Regions from separate parts of the Mus musculus genome. Here regions 2 and 3 are each linked to region 1. The links are chromatin contacts, called in public Hi-C maps. All regions are on one chromosome and are shown on one strand. Each heading gives the region's core, a stretch centred on a gene start, on an enhancer-like site or on the middle of the called end of the contact. The rest is flanking DNA. Distances are from core to core; before and after follow the strand shown.

What was found. A called contact is a pair of places that touch in the nucleus more often than the background predicts.
Region 2: a contact with region 1 is called in a Hi-C map of the N1E-115 cell line, with 2.2 times the contacts expected there. The contact joins two enhancer-like sites. A contact is called at or near these places in 5 of 15 datasets of contacts at CTCF or cohesin (embryonic stem cells, large pre-B cells, pro-B cells and 1 more), 49 of 484 Hi-C or Micro-C datasets (the AML12 cell line, B cells, the C2C12 cell line and 23 more), 11 of 115 datasets of contacts at active chromatin or transcription factors (the HPC-7 cell line, acute myeloid leukemia, differentiating embryonic stem cells and 4 more) and 1 of 9 other capture datasets (embryonic stem cells).
Region 3: a contact with region 1 is called in a Hi-C map of the N1E-115 cell line, with 5 times the contacts expected there. The contact joins two enhancer-like sites. A contact is called at or near these places in 1 of 39 promoter capture datasets (3T3-L1-derived adipocytes), 5 of 484 Hi-C or Micro-C datasets (ECoMG myeloid progenitors, the N1E-115 cell line, embryonic stem cells and 1 more) and 1 of 9 other capture datasets (liver).

The regions. Positions count from the first base shown.
Region 1 is chr7:139,063,961-139,067,618 of GRCm38.p6, reverse strand. It overlaps Jakmip3 (janus kinase and microtubule interacting protein 3), which reads right to left. Exons shown (of 20, transcript NM_028708.2): 18 at 2,906-2,978; 19 at 1,361-2,313. The coding sequence ends at 2,928. Among named protein-coding and RNA genes, the nearest start is that of Dpysl4, 20 kb to the left of the region's middle. Within about 2 kb of position 1,793, at least 9 of the 459 cell types and tissues checked have an H3K27ac peak or open chromatin away from gene starts, as enhancers often do. A contact at or near this core is called in the N1E-115 cell line, where this site is marked.
Region 2 is chr7:139,290,201-139,293,858 of GRCm38.p6, reverse strand. The region is part of intron 2 of Gm32486 (a long non-coding RNA gene); the gene reads left to right. Among named protein-coding and RNA genes, the nearest start is that of Gm32486, 4.9 kb to the left of the region's middle. Within about 2 kb of position 1,973, at least 2 of the 459 cell types and tissues checked have an H3K27ac peak or open chromatin away from gene starts, as enhancers often do. A contact at or near this core is called in the N1E-115 cell line, where this site is marked.
Region 3 is chr7:138,917,919-138,921,576 of GRCm38.p6, reverse strand. No RefSeq gene overlaps it. Among named protein-coding and RNA genes, the nearest start is that of Bnip3, 10 kb to the right of the region's middle. Within about 2 kb of position 1,881, at least 284 of the 459 cell types and tissues checked have an H3K27ac peak or open chromatin away from gene starts, as enhancers often do. A contact at or near this core is called in the N1E-115 cell line, where this site is marked.

The DNA.
Region 1 (3,658 bases), core at 544-3,043:
AGCACGTGCTTGGTCTCCATATGTGACATCCTCTAAGCTCCCACCCCTGCCTTCATAAACTTCTGTCCCCCATGCTCAGCAATAGGTTCCACCACGCTCCCTGGTAAGTTCTAGGCTCTGCTCTGTCAGTGGCAGGACAGGCGGCCTCACCAGGACCACTTACAAGGAAACCACACGACATTCTTAGGTGGTGGGATGTCTCTGCTGAACGGGCCACACTGGAGCCAACACCCCACTGCAAGCTGTAGGTAACCCTGGGTGTGAGGACTTGGAATTTCTGTACCCTTCCCTAAACTGGGCAAGCTCCATCCCTCAGAGGAAGCTGCCCCAGGCCTCCATATCCCAAGAGATGCACACACCCAGTGTTTTCCCAATTCCCAGTGAGCCTCAGAGCAGATCTGGGGAGCCTTTTCCTCAGTCACCTCCTCTCACAATGGTCTGGGTGTGGCCCAGAGGGGACCAAACTCTTGATTTGTCCCAGGGCCTGGAGCCAACAGGACCATCTTGTCATGGAATCTGTTCTACCCACAGTATAGCTAGGGCTGTCCTCCTGGCTACTTGGAAGGTCGAGTCATCAGGAACACAGTGTTCACCCCTGGGGTTCAGAGTGAGTTCTGGGTAACTTAATGGAGCACTGATTGAAAATAGAAGGTAAGAAAGGCTAGGCATATAGCTCAAGAGTAGAGAACTTTTCTCTAATGTGCCAGGCACTGGGCTCAATTTGTGTTATATGTGTAGTGGATTGGTTTTGCCCACACTGTTGCTGCTTCTGACATCTTCAGTGGGAACTGGGCAGGATGGAGCATTTTGTATCACAGGGATGAGCTTCCAGTCTGTAGAGATGGGGAGGAGGGTACCCTGTGTTCATTTGAGCTCACCACTGTACAGGGGACAGGGAAGCTCCCACTATGTGAGGGGGACAGGGAAGCTCCCACTATGTGCGGGGCACAGGGAAGCTCCCACTATGTGTGTGGGGGCATCAGGGAAGCTCCCACTATGTGTGTGGGGGCATCAGGGAAGCTCCCACTATGTGAGGGGTCTGATCACAGATGAAATAGAAAGCTTCTGTCTCAGTTTTGCAAGCAGCAAGGTGGAGCTGGAGTGCACTAGCCATGGTAGCTTCCTCAGAGAGCGCAGACATCTGAGTTAGAAGGAACAGGGACAGTATGTAGCCCATATCTGTGGGTTACATCTAGAAATGGATTCAGGAGGCTTCCAGCCTTTTGCCCACATAGCCACTCAGGCTCCTCTGGCAGGGGAGACCTCGTTCATATCTCAAAAGGCACATTAAATTAAGCTAAAAGGCTTCAAATAGTGCAGAAAGGAAGGCTGCCCCCAGTGGGCAGATGTTGCCACCTACCTGTAGGCCACTGCACTGTGGCTACCTTCTGAGGCTGATGGTCCCTTAGGAGCATCTTGTCTTCACCTTCTCTTCTGGACCATTTCTTATGTGCACAGGCTGTGGACGAGGCCATCTTCAGCTACCTTCGTCACCTGCCCTTGCCACCTGAGGTTCTCAGGCTAGGCCCACCTGCTGGGGGTCTTCCAGGCTAGGAGGGCCACAACTCCACCATACTTTGGCTGTGCTTTGATCCACACTCTTCAGGGCCAGGCCTCTGCAGACTCATCCCATATGCTCCCTGGCCTCTTCTCTGATCTTTCCACTGTGTTCCTGACCAGCAGCCGGGGATAGGATTCTAGCCTTTGTGTCTGGGAGTACAGGGTAGGAGGCCGGTGGGAGGTCATGACTCAGCTGTCCTCACAGAGACACCAGTGTGACAGAACAAGGTTGGGCTTGGGGTCTGTTCAGCATCAAGTGCTCAGGGCCACAGTGAGTAACCACAGTGTGACACCCAGGGTCACCACTGAGACCACAGCCTTCATCTTGCCACTAGGGGCAAGTCTGGGCAGTTCTGAGATCTTCTTCCAAGAGTACTGATGGTCACTATGGGAACGAGGTGGGTGTCCAGTGTGGGCTCCAGCACGGGAGCAATTCTTACCCCTGCACGGCAGGGAACATTACACATTGGTGTGATTGGGGTGGGGCCTACTCTCTGGGCTGAAAGTCACCAGCAGTCAAAGCTAGACCTCTCCTGGAGAAGCACTAGTCAGCAAGACCAGTTCCAGTCCTGGCTCACCCCAAGTGGACAGTAGCTGCAGGTCACAGTGCTTTTGCCCTCATCCTCCACAGGGCGGGGCACAGAGCCCAAACACTCGCAAGTCTTCAGTGTTGAAGTGCAATTCTCCACACTTTCTCTGGCACCTGCTGCTCTCTGGTCCCATTAGAGGACAAAGGTCTGCCTTTGCAGAGGGCTGGGGGGGGGGGCGGGGGGGGGAGAAGAGCACAGGAGTTAGTGGATGAAAAGAGATGGCAGATACAACTGCTGTTCCCCTGAGAGAGATCTCTCTGCACCCTCTGGATATCAGGGCCAGGGCCCTGAGATGAACAGTGTCAATATGTCCCAAGTGTGACATAATACACTTGAGCAGAGAGTGGTGACCAAGTGTGGCCTTTGTCTACAGCCAGGGCACTGGCTCTACACTCGTACCATTTCCATGATTGTGGGTGACCCAGTAACTTGGGGACATGAAACCTGAGCTACAGAGGACACAGGAAAATTACAAAACCACCTTCTACTGTCTAGTGAACACTGACTTTGGCACTGGGTGCCGGTCATGAGCATGCCTTATACCCTCTCATGGGCCCAGTGCCTGGAGAAGGGTTTCTGGTTTCTGGGGGAGGGGGGTAGCTTTACACGGAGCTTTTGGAAGACCCAGGAGTTGCCTTTCTGCTTTCCTGGGGGGGGGGGAAGCAGGCAGCTGCCCAGGCAACAGGGTATACCAGTGTCTCCCATAAGAAGGAGCAGGACCTTCACCAGAAAGTGCCAGCCTCTGATGTACTCACCAGTTCAGTGTGCCAAGAACAGCTATGACCAGAGAATGAAAGCTAGGGAGAAAAACAAGAACAAAAATAAAAACTGAAAAGGAAAGGGGAATCAGAAAAAAAACAGGAGAGAAAAAAAGAAAGAGAAAGAGGAGAAAAAGAAAAAGGAAAAGAAAAAGAAAGAGAAAAAGAAAAAGAAGAGTTTTAGCTTGTCTGGAAAGAAATGAACCATGATCCTATAGAGAGGGGTCGTGGCCAGCTGGAGGACAGGCAAGGACAGGGTAGGTGCAAGAGGTTTCATGAAAACCCCCAAGCTTAGGGCAACAATGCTAACCCAAATGATGATGGGGAGGTAGGCCCCATCCCAAGGCTCTGCCAGCTGAGCTTCTTGGGGCCAGGAGTCTATGGAGTGTCACTGAGCTGAGGATGACATCGGAACAGGACAGTCCTAGTACCCAGCAAATACAAAGTACCAAAGTTTGGTGGTGGTTGCTTTATAAACAACAAAATATGCCGACAGCCTGAGCAGATCTGACACTTGAAGAATTGGGTGGGTTGGGTGGGGGTGGGGCCAGACTAACTTGAAGAAAACCAAGCAATCACATTCAGGCATTTAGTTAAATTTGAAAGCCCAGGCTCCAAACCTAACATTGTTCTACTATTAATTCAAGCCCAAGCCCTCGGGCTAAGTTACAAAATGAAACAAGTATATAGTCTGGGGACGACTTTGTCACCTTAGGGACTTGCATTTATTTGATGGACAAGTAGCCCATG
Region 2 (3,658 bases), core at 724-3,223, 230 kb before region 1:
TGGTCTCTGGTGTTAAGTCGCTCTTTTCTTACAGTGACTTGTGGTCTGGGGCATCTTTACCCATGGCTTGTCCCTTCCAGGCTTTGAAGCCTTTGTCATTTCCACCACTTCTACTCTTTACCCTGGGCCACTCTTCAGCCTTCTTGCTTCTTCTATTGCCGTGCAACTGCCACCTCCCCCATTCCTGCCGTCTCTGCTTTGTCACCTGCTCAGCCTGTTCTACTAGTGACAATGATTGAAAGTGGACAAGAAAAGACCACTTTAGAGAACCTTTCAAAGGATCTAATGTTGCAATACAGGGGGCAGCAGAGAACGATGCCTTTGTGCTGGCTGGGGCAGTAAGCTGAACAGCTTGCTTACCTAGTCAGAAAGGGGTGCAGTGATGTTATGCAAATTAAATATTATGTTTGCCCCACTTGCAGTCCTACTGCTGGGCCACAAGGAAAATGGTTTCTAGAGTTCACTGAGGCTTGTGATAAGCAAACGTCTAGAACAAGCTCTTTGGGGCAGTTTTGACCAGAATACTACCTTCTTGAACTGGTGTGGTACTTTGGCGACAAGCAGCCGTGGTTGCAGTACAACTTCCTTGGGTATCTGTGAAGCATTCAGGGCATCTAGTGAGAGCTGTCTCCACGGCTGCCAAAGAGCGCCTGCTTGTCTGACTTGTTTTCAGCTCAAGGCAGCCAGGTCCTAGGACAGAGGCTAACGGCTTTTGGTTATGGTTTTAACACCACTAAAGTCCCTATATCTTAGCTTTAAAGAAAAAAATTAAACATTAAAAGGGGTGCTTGAGTGCTGTGTCTGTAACTCAGTAGAGCAATGACCTAATATGCACAAAGCTCTGGGTTAGGTCCCTAGCACTACACAAAATAATTGTATTTTGTGTAATTGGGTGTAATTGGGTGTAAAATATGGTGGCTCATGCCTATAGAACTATCAATGAGAAGTAAAGGTAGCTGTATTGAGAGTTCAAGGATATCCTCTGACACACAGAGAGTTCAGGGCCAGCCTGAGCTATGTGAGACACTATCTCAAACAAAACAAAACAAAACAAAACAAAACAAAACAAAACAAAACAAAACAAAACAAAACAAACAAAAAACCAAAGTAGTGTGTGTTTAGTCACCAGGGAGTGACACTGTTTGAGAAGGATTAGGAAGTGTGGAGTGGGTGTGGCCTTGTTGGAGGAGCTGTGTCACTGAGGGTGGGCTTTGAGATTTCAAAAGTCCATGCCAGCTTGCTCACTCTTGTCCTCTCTCTCTCTCTCTCTCTCTCTCTCTCTCTCTCTCTCGCTCTCTCTCTCTCTCTCTCTCATGCTCGCAGATCAGGATGTAGCTTTCAGATACTGTTCCAGCACAATGCTTGCCACCGTGCTCCCTAACATGGTGAGCCCTCTGAAACTATACGACAGCCACCCGTTAGTTAAATGCTTTCTTTTATAAGAGTTGCCTTGGTCGTGGTGTCTCTTCACAGTAATAGAACAGTGACTAGGACAAGGTGCTTACAATAAAAATCTGTCATTAATGTCAGAACTTTTACAGTATTATTAACAGTGCCCTGCTCTTTGCTAAGAACTCATTGGAAGAGCTGAGCCAATATATCGCTCTCACTAAGATACAGTCCTCTCTCCTTGGTGGCTCCCCTGAGTATCCATGTGGACTTGATGTCAGTGCCTGTGACTTTGTGGAGAAATGCCATAGGAAGAAACTAACCATGAAGAAATAGGTTGCAAGTGAGCATGCCAGCCCTGTTGGAGGGGCATCACGGGAGCAGCCGTGCAGACTTGTACCATCCCCCAAATCTCTCCTGGGATTCCAGAATAGTTCTGGTTCTTCCTTATCTCTTTAAACATCTCATCTTACACCCAACCACAGCTCAAGAAGAGACAAGGACCTTCCTGTCCCAGGCTGCTCTGTTCCAGCATACCATCCAGTCCCTTTCCGATGTCCCTTGCCTATAAAGGATCTCCTGCTTTCTGCTCTCTGCCTTCTCCCCGCTGCCTCCCCCAGCTCCACTGTTCTTGCCAGCAGAAAGGGCGTGTCTGGATAGAGCCTCAGTACCTCATCTCTAGAGCCATTTGGTTCTAACAGTTGTAACAGTTAAAAATGTACATGTGTGCATCTGTGAACACACACACACACACACACACACACACACACACACACACACACACACACGAGTATGCATGTGTTGTGCCTGCAAACTTTCCTGAGAAATCTTGATCAGGGTGAACTAGGATAGTTTCTGCATGTGCCAGACATTAACGGTGGCTCAGGACACGTTTTCCACTGGTGCTTTGTGATTGCATTTATAAGAGGTGTGGACTCCTTTTTAAATAAGAAAATAGGTTTTATAAAGAAGCCCAGGACAAGGGAGAGTGGGGTTCACGTTTCATTTTGAATTTGCCTTCTTCCCCAAGCTTCTGACGGCATTTGATGAGTTCCTTGGTTTTGCTTTTGACGTGTAGCCCAGGCTAGCCTTGGTTTTGCTTTTGACATGTAGCCCAGGCTAACCTTGGTTTTGCTTTTGACATGTAGCCCAGGCTCACCTTGATTTTGCTTTTAACATGTAGCCCAGGCTAGCCTTGAACTCACACCCCTCCCCCTTCAGCCTCTTTAGTGCTGGGACTGTAGGCAAGCACTGTTTGCCCAGATGAGTAGCCTTTTAAGTTATTCCAATGAATGTCTTCAATCTCCAGATTGCAGTTTCTAGATGTCATTCTTTTTTTTTGTTTGTTTGTTTTGTTTTGTTTTGTTTTGTGTTTTGTTTTTCGAGACAGGGTTTCTCTGTGTAGCCCTGGCTGTCCTGGAACTCACTTTGTAGACCAGGCTGGCCTCGAGCTCAGAGATCCGTCTGCCTCTGCCTCCCAAGTGCTGGGATTAAAGGCGTGCGCCACCACTGCCCGGCTAGATGTCATTCTTTTGCTTGTGCTATTTGTGACCCCCGAGATTTAGTTGTCTGGTCTTCCACTGCTTGACATTGTCCTGATTCGGTTTCACTGGGGCTACAGAGAACATCAGAAGTCACATCCATCCACCAAGGTGTGAGTCAGAAGCAGGAACAACATAATCCAGGGAGGGGAGAGAGATGGAAACAAATCCGATCTCATTTAAAGTGCGGTACCCAAGCCAGGCAATGGTGGCACACACCTTTAATCCCAGCACTTGGGAAAAAGAGACAGACTCAGGCATATCTCTGAGTTTGAAGCCAGCCTGATCTATAGGGAAAGTACTAGGACAGCCAGGGCTACACCAGCAGCTCTGCAGCCGAGCATGCACTGCTTGGAGGAGGACGCTGCTGTGCTTGGGGGCCATGGGGGATCTCAACAGCTCTCCCCTTAACTTTCTGTGCTACTTGAGTTCTCACACTACTGTAGCTTGAGCCTTAGCTGACTCCTCTGTGACTGTGTGGTGAAGTCTTGGTCCTCAGTTTGGTGCTCCAGTGAGATCATGGAGTCTTAGGAGAAGGGACTAACTAGACATAGAGCAGAGGACTGACTGTGCCTTTGAAGGGGTTATTAGCACCCTAGTCCCTTCCTCTTGCTCTCGGCTTCTTGGCACCTATAGAGTAAGCAGGGATCTCTGCCACACACACACCAGCCATGATGCTCTCAGCTGACAAAGCCACAGAGCTAACCCACCTTGAACTGGAACCCCTG
Region 3 (3,658 bases), core at 632-3,131, 150 kb after region 1:
AATTATGAGCTGCCAAGCCAGGAAAAGACATGGAACAATATTACTGGAAAACACCCGAGTTCAGTTCCCCGTACCCACATGTCAGCTCACAACTCTGTAACTTCAGTTCCAGGGGATCTGATGAAGATCCAGGGCGTCCTCCGGCGTCCTCTTCCATGTCCACTTCATGCATCTGAGGTACAGATGGACATGCATGTAGGCATAACACTTACCCATACCCATGAAAAAAAATCTTGAATATAAAACAGAGAATACATGTCTAGGCTGAGCATGATGGCACACACCTTTAATTCCAGCACCAAGGAAGTGGTGACAGGCCAATCTTTGTGAGTTCAAGGCCAACCGGATCTACATGAGTTGCAAACTAGGCGGGGCTACATAGTGAGACCCTTTCTAACATAAACAAACAAACAAACAAAACAAATACTGAGAGAAGCCAGACTGAAAAAGTTATGCTGTAGGCTCCTATCGGTGCCATTCTGGAAAAGATAAGTCTGTAGAGAAAGGAAAAAAAAAAAAGTGGTGTTACCAGGGGGTGGGATGTTGAGACAGAGGGCAGGGACTTAACACGGTAATCCATTCTGCATGAGTCAGGTCCAGAGAGCAGGCAGCAAAAGCAACATGGACCACAGGTCCACTGGTGACTCCATAGTTGTGTGGTTTAACAAAGAAAAACGCTCTGGTGAGGATCCTGATAGAGGAACTCGTGTGTACGTGTGTGTGTGTGTGTGTGTGTGTGTGTGTGTGTGTGTGTGTGTGTATGTGTATATGTATGTGTGTATGTATGTGTATGTGTGTGTGTATGTGTTTGTATGTGTGTGTATGTGTACATGTGTGTGTATGTATGTGTGTATTTATGTGTGTGTATGTGTATTTATGTGTGTGTATGTATGTGTGTGTATGTGTACATGTGTGTGTATGTGTGTGTATGTGCATGTGTGTGTGTATGTGTGTGTGTGTAGGGGGTGGTCAGGGGCATTTGGAAAATCTTTCTCCTTGATGCTTACTCTTTCTACAAAACTGAAAAGTTTGTCTTTGTAAAATAAGCATATGACAGGGCTAGGAGTGTGGTAGAGTGTAGTAACCAAGCATCAACAAAGCCCTGGTTTGATGCCCTAGCACCCCATGTACTGGGTGTGGTCACACTCTGATCCCAGTACTCAGTAGGTAGAGGTAGGAGCATCAGAAGTTCAAAGTCATCCTCCACTACGTTGTGAATTCGTGACCATTTTGGGATACAAGAGCTCCTGTCCTATTTCAAACAAACAAACAAACAAACAAACAAACAAACAAAAAGGCAATTCTTCCTGAGCCGGCACGGTGAGACATGACTGTGATCCTGGCACTCTGGAAGCTGAAGCAAGAAGACTGATTGCAAGTTCAAGATCAACTGGGTTATATATTAATACTGTCACAAACAAACAAAAAAAGTGAGACAAGAAATCAAGCAAGCAGACAAACAAACGTAAAAAGGAATGACAGAAACTTGCCTCAAGAGATCAAGGTCAATTGAAATGTTCCAGAAAGAGGAAAAAAGAGACACTTTCACTGGGGCTGGCGACTGCCTAGTGCCATCTTCTGGCTCACAGCCACCTTGTATCTACCTTTCCTCCCTATAAAAGCCCTTTCTTCCTTAAGATAGTCTCCTCCCATTTCCTCGCGCCAGGACCACCAAGTGGCGATATGGCTACGGGCATGGGTATGGGCGTGTGCCCTGAGAGGCTACACGACAGAGTGCTGTTGGGCACGTTTCGTCCTGAGACAGTTGTTGGCATGTTGGTCTCAGGCCACCTGACCTGTTACTCCACTTCTGCAATCTCTGTGAAGCAGGCCTGGAGCTATTGCCTCACCGACCGACCAAGGACAAACAACAGCGGCGGCCACAGCCCAGCGCACCCTGACGGTCCTTGGGGATACTGTCCAGCCCCAGCTCGGCTGTGCCTGACTCTCGGAGCCTGAGCTGCTTCCTGTTTTGAACGTTCTCTGGCGAGTACAGTTCAGGCTTTTATCAAAGTACACGCTGCTTTCCTTCCCCGGGGATCTCACTTTGCAGCCAACTGGGACGCTGCACAAGTACACTTGGGACCTAAAGCGTGTGCATGTTGTTTACAATTCTGAAGATTTCATCACGCCAGTTTCTAAAAATAACTTGGCGTGGCATAGGCGTCACTGTGAATTCCTGGAAAAGTGGGTGTTTTCCTAGAGGAGGGAAGGAGGCAGAACAGAGTGGTCAGTACAGCCTGATGCAGGAGGCTCCTGCCAGAAAGGCAAGGCGGAAGCCACTCAGAGGGCTCCTTGGAGCTGAACTGCCCTTCCTACCTCCACATCAGAGGCAGAACTCCTGCTAACAGCCAGCAGGGGCTGAATTCATTTCAGGTTCCCACCTCTGGTTTATTTCACTACAGAGAAATAAACATCCTCTTTATAACCCCTTCTCCCCAATGCCCCGGGACTTCTCCCAGCTGGGTCAAAGTCACATTTGTCACTTCTGCCACCTTTGGCTCATACACCCTATCTTCTTTTTGCTTGGGTCCTCACTATGTAATTATTAGGCCATGGCCAGTGTGGCCATGCAAACCCTCAGTATTATTCTGGCTCTTTATACAGGAAAAGTGCACTGTTTATCAGAGAGGGCTACTGTGAAGGTTAGTTTTATTATTTATTTATTTATTTATTTATTTATTTTTAAAAGATTTATTTATTTATTATATGTAAGTACATTGTAGCTGTCTTCAGACACTCCAGAAGAGGGAGTCAGATCTCGTTACGGATGGTTGTGAGCCACCATGTGGTTGCTGGGATTTGAACTCTGGAGCAGTCGGGTGCTCTAACCCACTGAGCCATCTCACCAGCCCTTTTTATTATTTTTAAATCACTTTTTGGTGTGTCTATGTCTATGTAAGCGTGTGCCATATGGGTGCAGGGTCCTCTTGGATTAGAGTTGTAGGTGATTTATGATCTATCTGATCTGGTCCTGGGAACCAAACTGGAGTCCTCAGTAAGAGCAGCAAGTTTTTAAATTGCTGAGCCATTTCTCCAGGGCCCCCTTCCTTAAAAAGTTTTATTTTATGTGCACATGGGTGTTTTGCCTGTATGCATGTACGCACATCACATATGTGTATTGCTTATGTGTTGTGGGACGTAATAAAAAATGGTATCATCCCACGCAATACACAGCTGCTCTCTGTCCCCAACGGTCTTGCCACCTCTAAGCCAGCCCCAGGTTCCGGATTGCCTGCCTCAGAGCCTCTTGTACCTTCTCAGCATCCACCCCCTAGGCTAGTTATCACAAATTCCCTTAATCAGTAAATCAAAACTCTAGAAGCTTATAATTAATCAGTCAGATTTATATATCAATAAATTCTCAATTCACAAGATGCCCACACAATAATTTCAGAGCCAATTGATAATGATACAAGCTGCCCGCCTAGATTAGATGTTATCTCAAGTATTCTTTCCTTTTATGATTTTTTTTTTTTTTTTTTTTTTTTTTTTTGGTTTTTCGAGACAGGGTTTCTCTTTAGCCCTGGCTGTCCTGGAACTCACTTTGTAGACCAGGCTGGCCTCGAACTCAGAAATAATCTGCCTGCCTCTGCCTCCCGAGTGCTGGGATTAAAGGCATGAGCCACCATGCCCGGCCCTTTTATGATATTTTAAA